Linked DNA regions of Anser cygnoides: region 1 is linked to region 2. Evidence: chromatin contacts called from public Hi-C data. All regions are on one chromosome and are shown on one strand. Each heading gives the region's core, a stretch centred on a gene start, on an enhancer-like site or on the middle of the called end of the contact. The rest is flanking DNA. Distances are from core to core; before and after follow the strand shown.

Evidence for each region. A called contact is a pair of places that touch in the nucleus more often than the background predicts.
Region 1: a contact with region 2 is called in a Hi-C map of liver, with 4 times the contacts expected there. The contact joins the promoter of SLC25A13 here to the promoter of PDK4 in region 2. A contact is called at or near these places in 2 of 7 Hi-C or Micro-C datasets (both in liver).

The regions. Positions count from the first base shown.
Region 1 is chr2:26,975,580-26,981,442 of Taihu_goose_T2T_genome, reverse strand. SLC25A13 (solute carrier family 25 member 13) reads left to right here and starts at 2,848. Exons shown (of 18, transcript XM_066991743.1): 1 at 2,848-2,950. The coding sequence starts at 2,939.
Region 2 is chr2:26,649,688-26,655,079 of Taihu_goose_T2T_genome, reverse strand. It overlaps PDK4 (pyruvate dehydrogenase kinase 4), which reads left to right and starts at 3,997. Exons shown (of 11, transcript XM_013183478.3): 1 at 3,997-4,242; 2 at 4,901-5,042. The coding sequence starts at 4,083.

The DNA of each region.
Region 1 (5,863 bases), core at 1,599-4,098, 330 kb before region 2:
TGATCTTCAATAAACTCAGCAAAATCCTATGTGCCAAGTAAGATACATTTGCCCTGTTACATAATAACCTACTACACACCAAAAAGCGAATCAGCTCTCATTCTCTTCTACAAGTAAACAACCAAAGCCTAATTTTTCAGCTCATGGACAGAGGCCAGATACTAGGTTGTGACTTACTTTGGAAACAAGCTACAGATCTTCCTGCAGAACCTGTCCCCATACGTATAAACAAATTCAAGATATCCTATATCAGAAGAGGGCACAAGAAGGACCATAACTCTGGGTTGTGTCCTGTTGAAGAGAAGAGCCTGGGTGTGATCGTGTGCTGTGTCTTATAACTATTACAAGTAAGAACAGAAAAAGCCATTTATTCAGGAGACAGGAGACATGACCTCCTAACTTCTTCGAGAAATACTTATATATTTTGTGAAAACTGACTCAGAATTCTACCCTCATCACATCTTACCACACAGAATAATCATGCTTCTCTCTGATCCAGCTGATCTTGGATTCTCTTCCGTACAATGACACAGCTTCGCTAAAAAGAATGATAAATGTTCCTCCTCTATTCCCTAGAGCAGTCTATGGTTTTGTGGTTAAAACATACTGAAAGGAATATGAAACATGGGTCTGAATCTAACCTAAGTCAACGGAGGACTTTGAAAACAAGTTGCTTATGCAGCCAGAGAGAATGCTGTAATCTACCACAGCCATATCACATGCCATTTCAAAAGCGAACATTAGACTTCACTGCCTTTTATAGGAAGATAAAGAACTTGGGCCTGTGCATGTGCATTAGACGTGGACAGATACCTGCTGAAACCTTTATGCTGATTGCACTCAGGTTTTCATACAAGGTAGGCAATGACCTTCCAGCTTTGTCACGACCAAGACGCTGCTGAAGGCTTGCTCAGGACTTCAGGCACTCAGAGCTCTGAAAGACTGAGAAATGAAGTGCTAGAAGAGCTTGGGTGCTGTCACATTTAGGGAACAGTTGAAAGAGGCTTTCCAGAGTCACTGCTTTTTATTTACTTCTTTGACTATTACCGCCAGTCTACTTGAAACATATGCAGGTTGTTTGTGTTTTTCCTTGATAATGGGCTCAAGACCATGTGGCAGTATAATGTGAGAACTGTAGGAATTTTCTTAGCTGTCTCAGTTTTGAAAAAAACATTACATTGAAGCGTGTTTTCACAAAAATAAAGCTCAATAGGACAGATTTTCAGCCTTGCATCTAAATATCCTTGTTTCTGTATATTCACAGAATGTTATATTTGTATTCTAAGACAATTGTTATGCTATTTTTTTCTCTCTGTAATTTTTGCTTCCTTAGTGGCATTATTAAAATAATCTGAGATTGTTTTTGTTGCTTATAAATGGACTGCTATTATCTATTCATTTGTGACAAGGTGACAGTATTTATTCATCCAGTGGTTTGCAGATAGAAACTACATAATCTGTTCTTTGTGTTCACTTGAAAAGGTGTGGCTGGAGGAGGGCTCCAAGACTGCTGTGTCCTGACTGCTGTTTTCTAGGTCAGAGAGAACTAGGAAGAAGGGAAAGGCTGGGCTTTCTCAGAGAGAGCTGTGCACATGCAGCAGGAACAAGGATGCAGGACAGGCAGAAGAGGGAGAGAATCCAGCAAGTGGGAGGGTTTGACAACAAGCAGAAACTGGAAGACTGTTGAGAAGTAAAGGAGGTACGCTGTCAGGTCTCACAGGTGATGGAAGAAACTTCTCAGGTACACAGAAGACTGTAACATTTGCTGAAAATCAAAAAGTCATTAATTTACGGAAAACAGATGAAGTAAAAGAGCCATCCTCCAAAGATATATAGAGGGGAAGGGCAGATGAGTTTATGAGTCCCTTTCATTTCTCTGTTGTCTCACTTTAAGACAATTGACGACAATCAATTCAAGGGTTAATTGCTCTGGTTTATATGATGTTAGTTTCATGCATGTGTCAAGTTCTCTGCCTGCACTACCCACCTGCGGCCAGCCTAAAATTTCCCCAGGAGCCAGAGGCCACGAAGCCAGTGAGAACAGGCATCGGCAGGGCCAGCGATCGCCCTCATGGCGGCTGGGGCCGGCGTGCCAAATGGTGTGCTGCCAAACGGTGTGCAGCCAAACCCGGCCCGGCAGGCTGGCTGTAGGCAGCGTGCAGGCCGTCTGCGAGGCCGAGCATGCCGTGCCTGTGGTCGTTCTGGGCACAGCCGCTGATTCTCACTGGGGTGCTTGCACGTCACGTCCAGAGCCAGGCACTAAAACCGTATCAGCGAAATTCTTGCATGTCACGTCCAGAGCTAGGCTCTAAAACTGTATCGATGAAATTCTGTTGGTTCTCTCGCTCTCAGGACACCTCTGACTAAAGTCTTGGGATACGGCAGCTGAGTTAAACATCCTTCAAACAGCAGCCTGTCTGACTCATGGGCAGGGAAAGCTCGGGACAGGAGAGCGGGGCTGTCGAGAGGAGCCGTGCCAACATGGTTGCCACAGCGCTGCGCGCTGGGACGGCATCCTTCAGCCGCTCGTCCTGGCGTCCTCCCTCCGAGCACAGCCGAAAAATGCCCCGGGACTAAAAGCTGGGGTCGGTAACGGACCAAAAAGTTATCGGGGCCTCTCTCTAGCAGCTGTCCGGGCCTCCCAGCCCCTTGGCAGCAGCGAGGAGCCAAATAAACGGGAAGCCGAAGGCGAAGCCTGCGCTCCCTACGAGGACGGCGGTGAGCCTGAGGCGGCCCCCGCGGGCCCCGCTCCCCGGGGCAGCCCCGGGCCGAGCCGGGCCGAGGCGTGCAGCCAATGGGCCGAGCGCCGTGCCTGGCAGAGCGCTGACGGCCGGCGCTGGCGGGCTGGTGCGCAGGCGGGGAAGCTGCCTGCCGCGGTCGGAAGGGAAGGAGGGAGGGGAGGGAAGGGAAGGAAGGGGGTGGCTGCGCCGGGCACAGCATGGCTGCCAAGGTAAGGCACCGCGGGCGGGCGGGCTGGGCGGCGGGGAAGGGGCTGCGGAGGGAGCCCGCCGGCCGCCGCCTCGGCACCGGCCTCGGCGGAGCGCGGCGCCGGCAAGGGCAGAGGGGAAGGAGGGGAGCGGGGGAGGCCGCCGGGCGCCCGGCTCCAGGCCTGCGGCGGGACGGGGATGGCGGCGGGGGCGGCCCCGAGCGGTTCCGCGGCCCCGCAGGGCGCCCAGGGAGCCGCGGCGGGGCCCGGTCGCTTCCCGGCCCGGTGCTGCCCGCGCTGAGGCCTCCGCGCAGCGGCAGCCCCCGCTCGCCTCCTGTGCCCTTCAGCTGTGCCGGGAGCCGGCCCCTCCTCGCTGCCGCGCGCGGTCCGCCGCCGGTTCCGCTTCTCCCTCTTGCACCGGGCGGCCGCTTACCTTCGCGGTGGGCCCTCGTGCCGCTCCAGGAGAATAAATACCCGAAATGTTTTAATCGGGTCTTTAATAACACGCTTCCACCCCCCCCCCCCCCCCCAAAAGGCAGTTAGCTAGCAGCTAATGGGTGAAGGCCGCGTTGAAAGTAGGTACTCTAATGGCAGATTTAGCTGTGGCACTGCTGTTTCGCTAGGCCTGACTTACATAAAACACCATGTAGCCAATACATCTGGTTTTGAATACAGAGACGTTTAAAAAAAAAAAACAAACAGCAGCTCTCGTCCTGCTCTTGTTGAAGCCAGTGATGACACTTAAATTGAAGAAACATCAAAAAGTAAGGCTTGCAGCGGCAGAGCCAAGCAAACACATGCATGCTCAGACACTGGCTGGAGATCCACGCTCCGGGTCCCATTCAGTAAGTCCGTGACAGAGCTGCTCCGGGCGACATCCAGCTCTCTGAGAACTTGGCTTGTCTGAAATACATCCTACTTTAGGGGGTTGGACAGTACACGATTCCTCTTTGCCATGGTATATGAAATACTCACCCCCCAACCTAATGTTTGTTATTAGAGAATCTTAGCAGTCCTATCATGCTTTTTTTATTATTATTATTAGTTGCCCGCTGGTCCATGTGCACAGCGTATCAGTTCCATCATGAAACTCTTGCTGTAAAAACACTTGAGTCTTCAGTTCACTCAATTTATGAAACATCTGCGGTTTTTTTCCTACATCATCTTTTCCTCTCTACAAAGCAGTTCGTAATCTGCAATCCAAATGAACCTATACTACTCAAATATGTTTTTAAAATGCTGTATACATAGCTAGTGTTTGTCTAATGAGGTACCCCATGCCACACGTTTGCATGGTGGCCTTTTACTTTGGTTTATCATAGAGGCCAGATCGCCAAAATCTTTCCAACAGCGTACTGGAAAGGCTAAATGCTTAGGGAGGAACTGGGCTGAATATGGTACGTTTCAGATTACGTCCAGCTTGGCAAAGAGACACCTAATAAAACAAACACTCGGTTGTTACTAGCGTCATAAAGTTCCTTGGTGCATTGCAAGACAGAGATACAGCACTTTGTACTGAAGGTTTTACAGCCCTCAGGTAGCTTCGGAGGAAAGCTTCTACGTGTGGTCTTGAATGACCTATGTTAAAAAAAAAAAAGCAACACATGGTAGAACTGGGAGCAGCCAGAATGGATTAATTATTAAGTTACCTTGGGAGACTTGAAGGGTTTTTATCTTTTTGAGGTGAAATGGTTGCTGTTAAACTGTTAAACACAGGTGACTTTCTATTTTTATTGTAGTCAGCGACAAAATGTAAGTAGCGTTTTGTACTCTAACGGTAACGTCTGAGCTCAGGTTCTGCAAGCACGCACATGAATAACTTTGCCACACAAACAGCTTCTGGGCCTGAAGTTATTCACATGTGCTTGCAGGCATGGGCCTTGATTTGTGTTCTAACTTCCTCACTGATGCATCTCAGTAATGTTTGCCTTTTTCACCTCAGCCAAACAATGGACTGGTGAGTTGAATGATTTTTCTAAAATTCCTTTGGTACCTTTTCCTTGCCAGTATCCTGCATGACCGCTTCCTTTAATTTTTTAATTATACCATCTTAGGCATACGAGGCTTTGAAACTGAATGTAATTGTTCTTCACTTGCAAAATGCCACTGTTGACATTTTAAGTGGACTCTAGGAATTCGGTCTGTCAGGAGGAAAACCCAAATGGGATACTGTTAAGGCAGCATAGTTAAGCACTCAGGTATCAAGAAATGGGCAGAGCTTTTTTTGTGTGGAATCTGTAATGTGGATCACAGGGCCATATAATTTTCACCACTGTTACTTAGTGTCATACAACTTATACAGTGTTTATACAGTGTATAAGTTTTTATACCTGTTACACGTAAATGGCTTTTGGGAGTCTTTGGAAGCATTTTCTGAAAATGTTTTCAAAAACTTTATAATAAATTATATTAGCGCAAATTTCCAGTGAAAACTATAGTTGAGATGTTCTAGTAGATTTTTACCCCATTGATAACTAAGTTATCGTTAAGTGCTGGCTTCGTTCTCTGAACTGCACAGAACACAGGCTATGTGGAAAGTCTTCATGGTAGCGCACGTATAGAGCAGTAAGGAACGTGTACACAGTGTCTCATGCTTTATTTCTTGATTTTTGAGTGTTTAACAATGCAAGCACAATGTTTTGTCTGCCCTTTAGACACATCTAAAAAGACAAGTTACATAATCTAGCTAATGCCACTTGCTATTCATCCCGTGTGTATCTTACAGCTAACTTGACCGTGCCTGTTGAGTGAACGTGAGCTGCCCTGGCTCGCATGCTGGTACAGCGTGCTGGCTGTGGCAGCTGTATCATGCATGTGCAAAGTGCGACTCGGGATCTTTTTAAAAGCCCTACTGCTTGTTAAAATATAAATTTATTTTCAGGGAGAGGTTCTGAGATAGTTCTCAATGGAACCTGTTCCCACACCTGATTTTGCCTT
Region 2 (5,392 bases), core at 2,748-5,247:
ACAGCTACACTCCAAGATTGTTTTCTCCCTCTTTTTGCTATGCTTACCCTCACTTTGAAACACCTACAGCTCATCGCATGCGAGTCTCTCGCTACGTTTTCCAAATGCTAATTTGGAAAATCCGCTGCCCTTCCCCCTGATTTTGAAGCGGCGAACGCAACGTTTCAGACACGAATGACGACCAGAAGTCAGGGTGTCTCCCAGTTGGGGCCGCCCAGCTGCCACGGGCGTGCTGAAGGCTGTTTACAGCTGCGGGCAGGCTGCCGGCCAGCGCCGCGGGAGGAAAGCGATCCAGCTACTGTACTCTTGACTTTTGGGAGATATGAGGTGGCGCAAGCGCCGGAGCAGCACGACCTTTCCCTCACTGAACTCGGCGGCAGGGCCTGGCCCGTCAGCCTGTTTGTGTGCCGCGCCGCAAACTTTCACCTACTTCTGCTATTTCGGTCGGGCCGGGAGCCCTCGGCAGCTCCTGGCGGCCGATAGAAAGACGAGAACAGGAAGATATGACCCTTGTTTGCGGGGCTATTTCTGACTTTTTTTTCCACCCGGTGGAACGCATAAATATTTAGAACACAAACGTGTCGCCGGATTAAAGTATCAATCCCATCGCGTAAGTGCGGGGGGGGGGGGGAGCCCTGTGCCCGCAGTGCTGCTGGAAATTTCGCGGAGTGCTGAGGTACAACTCACACCCTTCAGTCACCAGACCATTGCTTCCATTTACATTCAAAACTTCCTAGTGGTACTGTTAGTTTCCACCCTGACATACCGCTCACGCTGGGTCATTGTTTACCCTTACTTAAAAATGCTGACCTAGAAGCCGTCTCTGTCCCTAGAAGATGTGGGGAGGTTCCTCTGGTTCCCTAAGGGGAAGAACTTCAGAACTTCAGCGTTGCCTGCTGACCCGTTTGGCCAACCAGCCCTCCTAACCACTGGCCCATTGCAGCCAAATCTGAACAGATAATTGCCTTCCCACTAACTGTGCAAACTGGCAGAGGGTTTAGGGAGGAGGGATTCACATTTTGGTCCACATTGAGGAAAAGGCAGGAGAAACTCATCCAAAGCTCGTTCTGCTAAAGAGCAGCAACCCCGCCAGCTGTCATCACACATATCCTGGCTGGTCAGGAGAGGTGTCACGCCAGAACAGCACGTTGTGCTTCTAGCACTCGTTGGCAGCTGGGTTAGGGAGAAGAGCCTTAAATTTGTGTCACCCCAGAAGAAAAGGTAAGGTAAAAACAGCCAAGAGACCTTCTATCAGACACCAGCAGCACAGCCACTTGTCACGTATCCTGGCTTGCCAGGAACACTGCTCTGACCTAAGTGCAGCACGTTGTGTCTCCGGCACCCGGATGGCATACGGAAAATAGAGGAGGGACACAGCTGATTGCAATGGATGGCATTTAGGGGACAAATGGACAGGAATCCACACGTCAATCATTTGACTGGTCTGGACCTCACTGTTGTGCTAAAAAAGCAGTGTTCACATAGCTCCATTTCCTTTAGGATAGTCAGCAAAACTGGCTAGGCTGTGACTGAGTGACGGAGAGCATTATTATTGCCTTTCAAAACACGCCCCAGGGCAGTTCAGAAGAAGAGAAACAAAATATTAAAATAGCAGAAATTAGACCATATCCAATGAATGCTGCAGTTAGAATCTGACACTGTTCCTCACTAGCAAAATGCTGTTCCCTGACACCAGCACTTATAGCTGTCATGTGCACAGGGGCTTCATGAGGAGAGGGAAATGGTGGTTTAGGGAGGAAAGAAAGTGAGAACAAACAGTACTTTAGCTGGGACAGATGGCAGAGTTATTTGAACTGGTTCAACTTTCACAGCCTAGTCTTCTTGACATGCAGCTTGGCTGACAATGAATCCCCATACAGTGTTATCTTCACACATAAAAATTAGCTTTCTTGGCCAATACTCAAGCAATTGTGTCCCGAATGTATTATTTCTGTTTACATGAGTGAAAAGTTGTATTGCTCAGAAGCTACTGCAACGTATGACCTATCATATACAGTGAGAAGCAAATTTGCATTATGAAGGAGACACACTTCTTCCAGAGTAATAAAGCTCTGTTAGTTGTTGGGCTGCTGGTATATAACATTCTTGTAGAAGTTTGTTTTGTTTTGAAAAGCTTCCAAGTTTTGAGTTACTGGAGCCTTGCCCTTTCACTAATTGAGGAAGGCAACGTTTCCTATATTTCCTGCAACTACAGTTGTACTGTTTGTTACGAGCTAAACTGAGCATGCAAGATTTTTGTTCATCCCTTATGACATTTAACTACCAGAAAAACTATGAGAATTATTCTGAGAATAATTATTATGAGAATATTTAGAATTATTTCTAATAAACGTTCTTCTATTCAGAATAGAGAGCGTAGTAAGTCTACTCAAAAGGTAATTCAAGTTTCTTATACTAACCAGGGTCACCAGCCAGTAAATTAAAATAAAGTATCTCAATAGGAACAGAAGCAGTGACCTTATAAATTAGAATAACTACCTAGTGTAGAGGATTTTCTTAACTTAGATTTTATTGCAAAATGTTAATCCTGAGATTCTTGCTTTGCCTTCATTAGTAGCTTTAGGAAAAACCTAAAGCAAAAAAAGGGCTGTCATACCCATGCTCCATAATTAAAACAACTTTGTGGGATATTTTCACTTCAAGAGTCATCTGGAACTTGCAGGCAAGCAAAGTTAAAGCAGTCAAAAGCAAACCCCATCATCCTTTCCCAGATTTTCAACTTCAGGCAAACACAAGAAAAATCAGAAAGGTTATGTTTGCTATCATTAGGTGTCTTTATTTTGCTTTATTTCACATTTCATATGCCAACATTCTACCTCTGTGGTAAAACCTGATCTACCTGTTGGAAAAATAACAGAGCAATTACCCTATGGGGAGCAATAAAATAATAAACCAGCGAGTACTAGGGAAGTAGAACACTAGGCAGGGATAATAGATGTAATGACTAGGAAGACAAAAACGAGATAAAGCTTCAAAAACATATCCAGTGATAAGCTAAAGTGTTTTCCACTGCATATTAAAGTATGTGGATTTCTTTTTAGGAATGTGTCTTGCTTCCCATGAAAAAGCATACATATTTGTGTATATGTATACAAACATGCATACAGCACTGTCTATAAACATATATATTACAATCGGACTGGTAAGTTATATGTGTGTATTAGAGCTAGATTATTTTGTATTGTTGTTTTATCGTTACATGGTCCTGCTGTTAATGATAGAGATTCGGGATGTCAGGAACTCCTCTGCTGAAAGTTACGCTATGCAAACTCTGTCTTTGGTGACGTAGACCCAACGGCCTGGGAAAATCCCAGGCAATGCTGGACTTCCAGGTTCTCTTTCCACTAAAGAGGAAAGTTGTTGAGACTTTTCCCAGCTCATCTGTGACCCTGGAAGATAAACTAATAGTGAGAGAGTGGTTCAGCCGATCAATTATTAGGTCAGCTCTAGAAAGAGTAAATAAGGGTCACTTGGCGATTTGCAGCCAGTGCATCACCAAAGCAGCTGTCTGCAGGTATTTGGTCACTGCTAACCCAGGTCATGGCGATGACCTACATGTCAAACTGTGTGCTTAGGATCTACTTTTGCTCCCTTCGTGCTTCAGTGTACTCTCCACACAGAGCCGGGACTTTTAACACCCGCAGTACCCCCTGCATTTAGAGCACCGAAGGAGCCTGCACACCTCCCGGTGGCTCCCCGTTTGGTTATCCCCTCCACCAGCGTGCCCTCAGGGCCGGCAGCAGGGCAGCACCCCCCGGCCCGCCGCCCCTCGGGGGCCTCCCGGAGCCTCCCCGGCCGTGCCCCGGCCCCACACACCCAAGGTCAGCGGCCGGGGCTCGGTGCCAGGGGCCGAGGGAGCTCCGCCAGCGGCCGTCACGAGCCGCCCGTGAGGGGATGTCCCGTCATGGGCAGCGGGGCCGGGCCTGCCGGAGCCCCGCCCGCCGCGGGCTCTACTTAGGGGCGGCGCTGCAGCCGCTCGCCACAGGGCAGCTACAGCCCGACCGATCCCAACCGAGCGATCCCAACCGATCCCCAGCGATCCCGAGCGACCCCTCGCAGCGATGAAGGCGGCCCGCATCGCCCTGCGCAGCGCGGCCCCCCTGGCAGGGGCGGCCGGAGGCAGCGCCAGCCGAGGCAGCGCCAGCCGGCTGCCGCGGGAGGTGGAGCAGTTCTCCCGCTTCTCCCCCTCGCCGCTCTCCATCAAGCAGCTGCTGGACTTCGGTGAGAGCCCCGGAGCCGCTCCGAGCTCGCCCTGGGGCCGGGGGGGTGGGTGGCTGGGTGGCCGGGCGGGTGGCAGCGGTGGCGGGGGTGGGGGGAGGCGCCGCCACCCCTCTCCTCAGGCGCCCTCCGAGGGCTCCGCGCCGGTTGCCAGGCGATGCCGGCCCGCGTCAGCGCCGGAGCTGGGCTGCGGCTCTCTTCTGGGGCCCTTAATGGGATTTGGGGGCGGGGGGACAACAGCAGCGAGGTCGGCTGATGGATGTTTTCGTGCCGAGCGGCACGCGTTGTCCGGGAGGAGGCGTGCGGCTTGTCCCGGCCGAGCGAACAGCCTGTACCCGGCTCCCGTTTCCCTGCTGGCAGCCGCCGAGCCCGCTCTCACGCGGCGCTGTCCTGAAGGAGCCCGTGTTTACAGGGCTGCAGCGGCTCTCCCGGAGGATTACGAAGTCCCCCTGTCAAAACGGGAAACCTACAAACATGCCTCCCGGGGATGGGCGGTGTCCTGCTGTGCTGCAAACCCACACGCAGGAGATCTGGCTAGTAGTAGCATGATGATTGCAAAGGATTGTAGTCCTCAAGTCTGCAGAAAGACAACAATTTATACTTGTGATTTCTTTTTTTCCCCCAACACAAAACATTTTATTTGGTTGGATTTGTTTTGTAGGCTCAACTAATGGATGCGAGAGAACTTCTTTTGCCTTTCTGAGACAAGAACTTCCCGTGAGGTTTGCAAACATACTGAGGGAAATCGATCTTCTCCCCGACAAATTGCTAAGCACGCCATCAGTGCAGTTAGTAAAAAGCTGGTAAGTAAGAACTGCTTGAATTGGGCCCGTAGAATAACACAGCTCCAACAACTTTGTTGTCATAGACTATTTTGAATAACAGACGACAGTAACAAAATAAACTAGAAATGCAGTTCATTCATCAAAGCTTAATTGCAAGCTGTTCTACACTTGAGTAGCATGCTAAAATTAAATTGAAAACCCAATATGGTCATGTTGTTGTTTTTAAAACATCTCTTAACTTAACAGTTTAAAGCTTGCTGTTAGAACAAACTTCTTTCCACTTTTTAAGAAGTGAGAAGACAGTGCTCTATTCTCACATAACATGCACAGACCCTCAGAGTTACATGGAAATGGAAGAGCTGGCTATA